Linked DNA regions of Mus musculus: region 1 is linked to region 2. A link is a contact called in public HiChIP or PLAC-seq data. All regions are on one chromosome and are shown on one strand. The core of a region is the stretch at or near the end of the contact, and the rest is flanking DNA. Distances in the headings are between cores, read along the strand shown. Region 1 has its middle 13 kb from the start of Gm32131. Region 2 overlaps Gm51672 (a long non-coding RNA gene).

Region 1 (4,911 bases), core at 449-2,948, 140 kb after region 2:
CTGTCTGTTTTGGGAGCCTCTTGGATAGGCCTGACCAACAATCAAAAGTGAGCTCCTCGTGTCTGGTATTGGGGTTTTTATTAGATGGTCTTTGGCTCTTGGGGGGGAGCATTGTCAGCCCAAATGAGAAAACTTAAACTACATATGTATATTTATATACACAATTACATGTATTATATGGGTTTTTTAGATAATAGTTAATGGTCTGATTTCTTACAACTTCCTCAGATACCTTTATTGTTATTTTACTGTCCTTTTTCCTCCTCCTGTGTCTACTTTTTGGAGATGGTCTGCAGTCTCCCACTCAAACACAAACTCTGACCCAGATGTGGCTCAGTGACTTCTCAGCATGCTAGATAAAATCAAGGAAGAATGCCCTTGGGACAAAACAAAGCCACACAGGCAGCAAAGTGCAGAAGGAAGAAAAGGGGGTTAAAGGCCCTATTCCCCCAGCTCTGCTTGCAATGCTCTCTCTGGTAACTAGCAAAGCAATATATAAACAGCAATGGGGAAAATAAAAGTTATTCACTCTTGAGGTGAGCCCAGAGCTTATGTCTCTGTCTACAGCACCTTGCTTCCTAGGTCCCTGTAATGCTCAAGGCTATGATGGCCTTGGCATTTTCCTCCTGGCCCATTCCCTAAAGATCACCCCACCCCTTCTCACTTCCTGGATTCTTCCAGAAGTCTTTTGAAGGACTTACAGGGCTGAGACTAGCTCTAACCTTCTTGTTGTTGTTGTTGTTGTTGTTGAAGAAATTCTCCTTCAACCCAGACCTCAACTATGTCCCTGTGACTAAGAGGCTGAGATTAAGTTAGCCCCTCACCAGGCTGTCAGGAGGACCACATGGGCTTCACTGCTGAGGTGACAGCTCGCTACTTGGTGATAACTGGTACCAACTAGCAGGTGACTTCTTTTAGTCCACAGACAGAAGAATTAAAAGAGCTCAGAGCAAACAAAAGTAAAGACCATTGGCAGGCATTGCATATACCCACCCCATACCTCCTCAGGCAGAGGAGAGCTGGTAATCACGGCTCTCAGGGGCTTGAGGTTTTAGTTTTATTTAGGTACCCCCTGCCCCCTGCTTTTTGGTAACCTTTTCTACTGTCATGCTGTATCCAAGGTGCTCATGGATCCCTTTTGGTATAGTATAGATATTAGGCCCCGTGCTTCTGTCCACAAACAGGGACACAGCTACTAGTTGTTAGAATCTGCTACCAAAGTGGGTCTCTTGCCCTCTCCCTTATTTTGGGTGTTGTAATGACCTGAGGGAAAAAACCTTAATGGAAAAGAAAAACTTAATGTAGAGAAAACAAAGTGGTAACTCGGTTCCTTCCGGCCTCTCAGGTGCTCTATCTAGTCTTCTTCTGTGATCTCTGTCCCTGTTCTCCCTCCCTCCCCTCCCTCTCCTCCCTCCCCTCCCTCTCCTCCCCCCCCTCCCTCTTCCCCCTCCCCTCTCTCTCTTCCTCTCCTTCTCTCTCTTTCTCTCCCTCTCTTCCCCTCTTTCTCTCCCCCCCCACTCACCCTTGTTTTCCATTCTCTGTTGTTGGTTAAACTTTTTCCCTGTTGCTAAATACAAAACTCTCGTTGATAACTGCATTATTTTTGAAAAGTGAAATAGGGAGAGGGAGGAGGGTGTATCCCACTTGTCTCTAGGCCACTAGAGCACCGAGTGGGGAAAAAAGGCTGTCAAAGGCAAAAAGGATGACGAAGGTGACTTTGACAGACCTTTATTTGCTGTTCCCACCCAGTGATTCATTTGTACTTTGTTTTCTCTACAGTATTTGTTTTTGGAGCTTTTGGATTTTTGTTCTTTGTGTTTTGGGGGGTTTGTTTTGTCTTCTTTCCTGTTACAAAGAATCACTTATCTGTTTTCTTCAAATTCCAAGAAGAAAGGGTTCCTAAAACTCGGGACCAGAATCTAAAAATGTTCTAGAGTCTCAGAAGCTGCAAGACTGCAAGCCTCCCTCCAAAGGTTATAAAAGCACTAAACAGTCAGTCTGCTGGAACTGCATGCAGGTTGGGCCAGAGAGCCCCAGGGCAAGCCCCAGCTTCTGTGAGCCAAGACTCATACTCCTCGATGCTGCGGGCTTAGTTGATGTGGCTGCCTATGAGTCACTCGTGTTCTTGTCTGTAAGTAACCCCAGTAGGCTCTGTTCGCTTAGACCCGGGAGGGATTGCGCCTTTGGATTGGTCTCCAAACTGGGGGCAACAGACAGACCTTTGTCACATCCACCTGGGGAAGTCCTCACAACAAATGTTTGCATCAGCAATGTTTCTTTGCAGCTGATCAGACTCTTAGCTTGGCTTTTCACATGTGGGATGACCCTGATGGGAATGTAGGACTAGGCTGTGGGACCCTGGACTGCGAGAAAGATCAGTGTGCTCTAGATTTATTCTGGAAAGCTTTCTAAAGAGAGGCAGTCCTCCTGCGTTGAGGGCTGAGTGATTATCAAGTTTGGTTGGCCTGGTGCCATTCCACAGAGGGTTGTTTTCAGTCAGTCAGAAAAGCAGAGTCATCTTTCTCAAATGTGTCTTTGGATGTGTGCTTTGTGAGTGTGTTTACCATACATGGAGAACTGTCTGGAGGAGGTTTACCTTCATTCTAGCCCTGCTTTGCCGAGTGCTTCCTCTTGAGAGGAGCCCAGGGAGTGGCTTCTGAATGCTAGATTTAAGTTTTCCAGGAGATTTTCTTAAATGTTTTCTGTAATTCACAGTAAACTCCATGTTATTCACATACTGAAATTTCCTCGTGGATCTTTTTGTGTGAGCCCGAGTGATAGATCTCTTATGATCTACACACAGTGTAGACCTATGGTCCAGGTAAACAGCAGGCAAGCAAGACAGTGCCATAAATTAACTGCATTAATTTGTATTCTCACCAACGAGAGGGTCATACTGAAATTGCAATTTATGTTATAACCTAACTGAATTTCAGCCAGCCGTGGTCATATGCTTTGACTTTAGAAAATACATTTAGGAGTGTAATCTGACAACACCCTTCTCAATAGTCTCAAATAATATAAAATATCTCGGCGTGACTCTAACTAAGGAAGTGAAAGATCTGTATGATAAAAACTTCAAGTCTCTGAAGAAAGAAATTAAAGAAGATCTCAGAAGATGGAAGGATCTCCCATGCTCATGGATTGGCAGGATCAACATTGTAAAAATGGCTATCTTGCCAAAAGCAATTTACAGATTCAATGTAATCCCCATCAAAATTCCAACTCAATTCTTCAACGAATTAGAGGGAGCAATTTGCAAATTCATCTGGAATAACAAAAAACCTAGGATAGCAAAAACTCTTCTCAAGGATAAAAGAACCTCTGGTGGAATCACCATGCCTGACCTAAAGCTTTACTACAGAGCAATTGTGATAAAAACTGCATGGTACTGGTATAGAGACAGACAAGTAGACCAATGGAATAGAATTGAAGACCCAGAAATGAACCCACACACCTATGGTCACTTGATCTTCGACAAGGGAGCTAAAACCATCCAGTGGAAGAAAGACAGCATCTTCAACAATTGGTGCTGGCACAACTGGTTGTTATCATGTAGAAGAATGCGAATCGATCCATACTTATCTCCTTGTACTAAGGTCAAATCTAAGTGGATCAAGGAACTTCACTTAAAACCAGAGACACTGAAACTTATAGAGGAGAAAGTGGGGAAAAGCCTTGAAGATACCTCTCCTGGGCATATATCCAGAAGATGCCCCAACTGGTAAGAAGGACACATGCTCCACTATGTTCATAGCAGCCTTATTTATAATAGCCAGAAGCTGGAAAGAACCCAGATGCTCCTCAACAGAGGAATGGATACAGAAAATGTGGTACATCTACACAATGGAGTACTACTCAGCTATTAAAAAGAATGAATTTATGAAATTCCTAGCCAAATGGATGGACCTGGAGGGCATCATCCTGAGTGAGGTAACACATTCACAAAGGAACTCACACAATATGTACTCACTGATAAGTGGATATTAGCCCAAAACCTAGGATACCCAAGATATAAGATACAATTTCCTAAACACATGAAACTCAAAAAAAATGAAGACTGAAGTGTGGACACTATGCCCCTCCTTAGAAGTGGGAACAAAACACCCTTGGAAGGAGTTACAGAGACAAAGTTTGGAGCTGAGATGAAAGGATGGACCATGTAGAGACTGCCATATCCAGGGATCCACCCCATAATCAGCATCCAAACGCTGACACCATTGCATACACTAGCAAGATTTTATCGAAAGGACCCAGATGTAGCTGTCTCTTGTGAGACTATGCCGGGGCCTAGCAAACACAGAAGTGGATGCTCACAGTCAGCTAATGGATGGATCACAGGGCTCCCAATGGAGGAGCTAGAGAAAGTACCCAAGGAGCTAAAGGGATCTGCAACCCTATAGGTGGATCAACATTATGAACTAACCAGTACCCCGGAGCTCTTGACTCTAGCTGCATATGTATCAAAAGATGGCCTAGTCGGCCATCACTGCAAAGAGAGGCCCATTGGACACGCAAATTTTATATGCCCCAGTACAGGGGAACGCCAGGGCCAAAAAGGGGGAGTGGGTGGGTAGGGGAGTGGGGGTGGGTGGGTATGGGGGACTTTTGGTATAGCATTGGAAATGTAAATGAGCTAAATACCTAATAAAAAATTTTTTTAAAAAAGGAGTGTAATCTGTCACTCTTGAAAATGCGTTTTAAAAAATTATGCAACTACCCTGATGAACCAGAAAAGGCCTCTCAAGGTTGCTCAATTTCAAACAATGTTAAAAAACAGGAAACTTGTTTAAGATGAGAACTTTCTCAAATAGAATTCACTGAAAGAGAGCAAATACTGTATGCTAGGTGCCAATTACAGTCATCTCTGATTTCAATGTGTGCTGCTGTAAAATCCTCTGAAAAGGAAAT
Region 2 (5,425 bases), core at 2,673-5,172:
GGAAAGCAGGAACTTAGAAGGCTTAACAGAATCAAACACAGGATCTTTCTGAGATATAGAAACTAAAATACATGGAGAGAAGAGGGCCAGAGACAGAGAAGGAGGAACTAGACACACATTGTGGGAACAAAATCCCAGAGGAGATAGGGGTCCAGAGTTCATGCGAGGCAGTTATCTTTAAATAAGAGGAAAGAAACCTCTTTCTTTGAAAATAAAGGTGGGGAATCCACTTCATAGACATGGCACCTTAAGAGGTGAGAATGAGGGTACTTGAGATGCTCACAAAGATGGCTTTTATCTCCTACTGATCTGAAATGGACACATAGCACTAGTGGAGAGAAGCCTTTGATGGTTTAAGTTCCTGGGATTTTCAGATTGTCCCTGCAGCATCACCTAGCCCATCCTGATTGAATATGAGGAGAAACCCGCCTTCTGGCATTTGGACAGCAGGGATGGATCAGAGTTGAAGGAAAGAAAAGGACTGAAATAATAACACAGTATCCAAGTGGTTCAAAAGGCTTTATCCCAAGGCGTATTTTGAAAGTTTGAATGCTGCAGAAATACTGGAAGCCAGCATAATGACCACCAAAAGATCCTTCACACAGATTCAATTGCTGACAACATTATCTCTCTATGCAATGTAGAAGGATGTGTGTGCATGCATGTGTGTGCAGCGCGCGTACACACACACACACACACACACACACACACACACACACACTCACTCCTGAACCATACCTTTCACCTTTCCCAATTTTCATTTTTATTCAAAAGTACTTAAAAGCAAATTATAGAAAACACTCACTTCAGAAACATGAACTGTCTCGTATAGAGTAGTAACCTTGTTATTATAGTCAGACAAATTAATAGTTTGGGCCATCTAAGATTGTACAGATCTAAGGTATATGACACTCATGTTTCTACACGTAGTGAAGTAACTACTACAGCCAAGCAAATTAACATAGCTGTGATCTCACCTATCTTTTTGTGGTTAAAAAAATACTGAAAATTTATTCATTAAATTCCCTGTATTTAATACGTTATTCTTAACTATAGCTCCCATGCTGCACATTAGATCTCTGGCCATATTCATCCTATGCACAGGTAAATTTTTTTCAAAACCTACTTTATTTAGGGTTCTTAAACTCTTCAACCTTCCTTTTAACCTACCAACCAGAGGTTCCAGAAAATAACGGTTAACAGGAAAAAGGTTTTGTGAACTTATGTAGAAGCAGTTCCTTGGGGGCAATTCTACTCTTCATTGTCAGGATACCAGCTGTCCAGTTCAATAGCAAACACCAAACATGAACCAGAAGAGGTTGCACAATCCAACAGAAACAGCAAGGCTCCACTGAATGGGCATGAGCCTGTGGAAGCAGTTCGAATCAGCCAGAATACCACAAGAAGTTCTTTGACGCATTTCTCTCTGTGAAGTGAAGACTAACGAAGACCACTGAAGACCAGCGAAGCACTGCACAGCGTAGCAATGCAAGAGCCTCCTCTCACTGTTTGTAGGGTCCTACTTATACTCTTTCTATCACGCACCCTCTCACCTGTCTGTTTTCAGAAACCATCACATGCCCTCTCACAAGACAGCTTCCAGAAAAGCCTCAGGTGACACATTTCTGAGTTGTTAAAGAAATCAGAAATTTCCACTCTAATACCCAAATATAATATTAATGTTAACACTAATATCTAACAGAGTCTACATGGTTCAATTTTTTCCTAGTCATTCTTAAATTCACTCTGGTCCCCTTCCCTCTACTTCTGCTTATGAGACCATTAAGAACTGTATACCTAGTTTTGGAGAAAAGGAGAGGGAAGAAGGAAGGGGAGGAGACAGAGAAAAGAGAGCAATTGATGTTAATTGATTAACTGGGAAGAAGTCGTATCCTTATTCTTTAAGAACCCAGATTTGCAATGTGGAGAAAGAGAATGAGCAAGTGGAACGTGACTGCTTGCTTCAAGAACACAGCCCTATACCTGAGAGGAATGATAAGCCTTTCAGTAAAGAAGGAAGAGGAAAGACAAAGAACAGAGCATAACATCAAAGGAAAGTGGCAGTGTTCAGATAACGAGTGGCCAAAAAAGGAAAAAGAGAAATTGGAAGTAGAACTTGGCAATGTAAAAATTAATACTAATTAGACTCTTTGTCCCCTCCCCCAAACATTTAATTAGCATGCATTAAGTAATCAATCATTAAATCTATGTGAAATTAATTTGTTCTGAGATCTTTACACATATATGCTCAATTTGCAAGTGGCATGGTGAACTCCTCCCAATTTTAATTAATTAGAGCTGGCATTGGAGATGGAATATTTATTTATGGACCAGGTGCAATTAAGGAAGAAGGGCTATGCTCACCGAGAGAATGCCAAGAATACTGCAGCGTGTGAGTGCGGCTGACACTTAGAATCCCAGAGCAGTTTAAACCCCAAGAGTCACTTCCTTCAGACTATCACAGAGGATCTAGGATAGCCGAAATCTGAAGCTATGTGCTTTTCTCAATTTTTTGAAAAGCTAACAGAGATGCTAGATTTTGTCTTGATAAGACTGCACTGGCTAGATAAACTATCGGACTGTTGCTCTGCCTTTGGCTGGGATTATGTTCATTCTTTATGATAATGTTGGTTATCTTCTCCTGACCAGATGCCCCAATTATCAGTCAGCTCTGTCTTTCATGAAAAGCAGGAAATAATTTTATTTTAATCATCGAGTTTATTTGGTCTAAGAGATTTCTCTGGAAACAAAGGGAAAGGGCGGGGCACTAAGGGAATTGATAATGGAAAGCCTTAAAAAGAAAAGATAGAAAAGCCCTGTTCTTGCCCCAACCCTAACAAAGAGGAAGATTGCCCAAGTGATTGTGCCAAGTTCACACCATGACTTATTAAAAGTAATTAACAGCAGTCTTTCTGGTTCATCAAAGGTTACTTGAGGAATAAATTTCGTAAGTTAAAAAGTGGAAGATCCCTGGAGACACTAAGTCTCAAGCAAGAAAGTCACTCAGAGGCTGATGTGTACTATCCAGGGAGGGTGGTGGTGGCTGGTGTCTCTCCGGGATGGATGGAGAGATCCATCGGAGGCACACCGTCACCAAGTCTCGGTGTCTGAGGGGTCCTGGCTTGCTCACCCCTATGGTAGGAAAGAAGGGATGATCAGAAATGACCTTTAGGTTTTTGAGTGGCAATTGAAAGGTGCTGTTTGCTGAGGAAGAGAGCCAGAGAGGAGAAACAATGTCGACGCAAATATTATAAAAATCGCCTCAGGAGACCTTGGAAGTCAGAGATTCTAAGATTTACTCCTGTCCCAAGGGTCTCCGGGATGTTTGTAAAGCCAAGGACAGAAAAGGACAAGGGAGTTCGCCCAGCTGGGTACCAGGCTTTGTGCCTGCGGTGGGAGATCTCTGCCCAAGGCAGACGCCAGGGGTCAGTGCAGGCCCAGCATCCCCAACTGGAGCGCCGCCGAGGTCTCCCGCCTTCAGAGCGTGTTCATTACGGAAAGAATTTAAGAGAACTCTAAACGGCAGATTCGTTTATGATAGCGGCATTTACAGGCAGTTGTAATTATAGTGTATGGAAAACAATTATTCCCTCCTAAAATTGCTCTTTTAATTTTCTCTTATTTGTCCCACAGTGAATGTTAAATAAGCCTCATTGCTTTGCAGACTGCATGGGATATGTGCACAGAGAGAAGCTCCAAAGAATCTGTTACGAACCACACACCACGCTAACCTGCCCAGGCGCGCTCACACACGTGCACACGCGTCCCTTGTACACTTGACTGGCAAGCTCTGCCGAGCACACTGGTCCAGCCTGAGGCTTCCCACCACAGTCCCATTCCATGAGCAGCTCAGGGACGTCACGTGGAAAGCTCCTCTCCACCCATTAGAACATCCACTGGGCGGTCCTCAGGAGCCACTGCTCTCTGAACCGTTCTTCTCCCTCCAGCGTCCCCGGACATGCCTGGTAGCTCCAAACTGTATTGCACCGTGTTCCTGGGTCAGACATTATTGCTCAACAAACTTTCATCAACTCCGTTGTTTACGATCCTTAGCGGCAAAGTCCTTTGTACTTACCAGTCTCCAAAGTTTGGCCAGTGAGAAAACAGTTCCTGGCTGTATATCCTGGCTATAGCTCAGGATAGTGCTTTCCCGGGGACAATCGCAAATTGAATACCTTCCCCAAAAATGCTAGTTTGCAAAGTGCGGTGTTTTCATATTCCAACCCCTACCAAAGAAAGTGGAAAAGTCAGGTTCCAGAGCTGAATGTGTCTTTTGGAGACTTCTGCTACATTCAAGCGCCTTGGCCAAAATGTGCTGCATTTCAAAGCGTCTTGGGACTTTAGAGAGGTTTCAAAGACAAGGGGCTCAGCAGAGGTCTCCAACTGTCCTTGATGAGAGAATAGACGTCTTTAGACTCAGACTGTGGGGCAGATGGCTGGGGATGGGAGACAAAACACATCTTCTCAGTCAAAGACCAACGACCTTTAATAAAAGAATTAGGCGGTGACATTACATAGGTTCTCGGGCCATCTTGGAGTGATTAATGTTGGTGGATGGAGGCCAAGCTCTATTAGGAAAGGATGTGGAAGGCAGCCTCCTTGATTAAAAAGTTTGCGTTGGAGAGGGGACTGTTTGCAGTTTTAGAGAAGTGTTACTTTTAATTGGTTGTCTTGGCCTGGAAATGGTCTTGATTGTTATAAAGCTCTCTCTGTTCACAGGAGGAGAGAGAGCAGGAGGAAGGAATTTCATATGAGGGACAGGAAAAATGAAAATGAAAAGGATGCTGGTGCCAAGTGAGCCTTCTGTTGGTGCTGGATGTTGGCAGACTGGACTCTTCTCTAGTCATCCATATTCTCTCTGTCTTGGCTTGAATGCTTAAGGGACTTCTGAATCTCTTTGTTTCCTGTTTTTACCACAAATGTATGAAATAGTCCTGAGAGTGCCTGCCACTTCTTATCTTAGTGGTCTTTTTGTTTTAGGTTTTTGGGTTTTTTTTTTTTTTTAACCTGTTAGGGCTGCTGTAACAAAGCACCAGAGGCTGGGAAGCTTACACACAATAAGAAGTTTACTTCTCACAGTTCTGGAGCCTGAGAAGTCTGAGATCATAGATGCTACCACATTCATTGTCTGGCTCCTTATAGTCAGTGCTTTCTCTCTGTGTTCTCACAGGGCAGGGAGACCAGCAAGCTTCCTGGCTCTGTGGTACAATCCCATTCTTTCACGAGGGTACTAATCCCACTCACAAGGGGTTTCCACTCAAGACACAATCATCTCCAGATACTGTCAAATAGGTGTTCATGTTTCAACACAGGAGTGTGTAGCCACGAGGCTGAGGGACCCAGAGTCATTGCCTCCATAGTACCCAGGGCTCAGAAGATCTGTAGACGGCACACCTGAGTTTTCCTTCTCCATGTGTCTTAAAAA

The links. HiChIP or PLAC-seq counts read pairs in DNA pulled down with a chosen protein or histone mark.
Region 1: an H3K4me3 HiChIP or PLAC-seq map of bone marrow-derived macrophages shows a contact between it and region 2, with 4 times the contacts expected there. The contact joins two enhancer-like sites. A contact is called at or near these places in 1 of 115 datasets of contacts at active chromatin or transcription factors (bone marrow-derived macrophages) and 2 of 9 other capture datasets (adipose tissue and liver).

Annotation. Positions count from the first base shown.
Region 1 is chr9:48,405,668-48,410,578 of GRCm38.p6, forward strand. No RefSeq gene overlaps it. Among named protein-coding and RNA genes, the nearest start is that of Gm32131, 13 kb to the right of the region's middle. Within about 2 kb of position 1,699, at least 37 of the 459 cell types and tissues checked have an H3K27ac peak or open chromatin away from gene starts, as enhancers often do. A contact at or near this core is called in bone marrow-derived macrophages, where this site is marked.
Region 2 is chr9:48,263,404-48,268,828 of GRCm38.p6, forward strand. Gm51672 (a long non-coding RNA gene) reads right to left here. Exons shown (of 4, transcript XR_003948154.1): 4 at 1-5,425. It also overlaps a transcript of Nxpe4 not described here. Among named protein-coding and RNA genes, the nearest start is that of Gm51672, 18 kb to the right of the region's middle. Within about 2 kb of position 3,923, at least 146 of the 459 cell types and tissues checked have an H3K27ac peak or open chromatin away from gene starts, as enhancers often do. A contact at or near this core is called in bone marrow-derived macrophages, where this site is marked.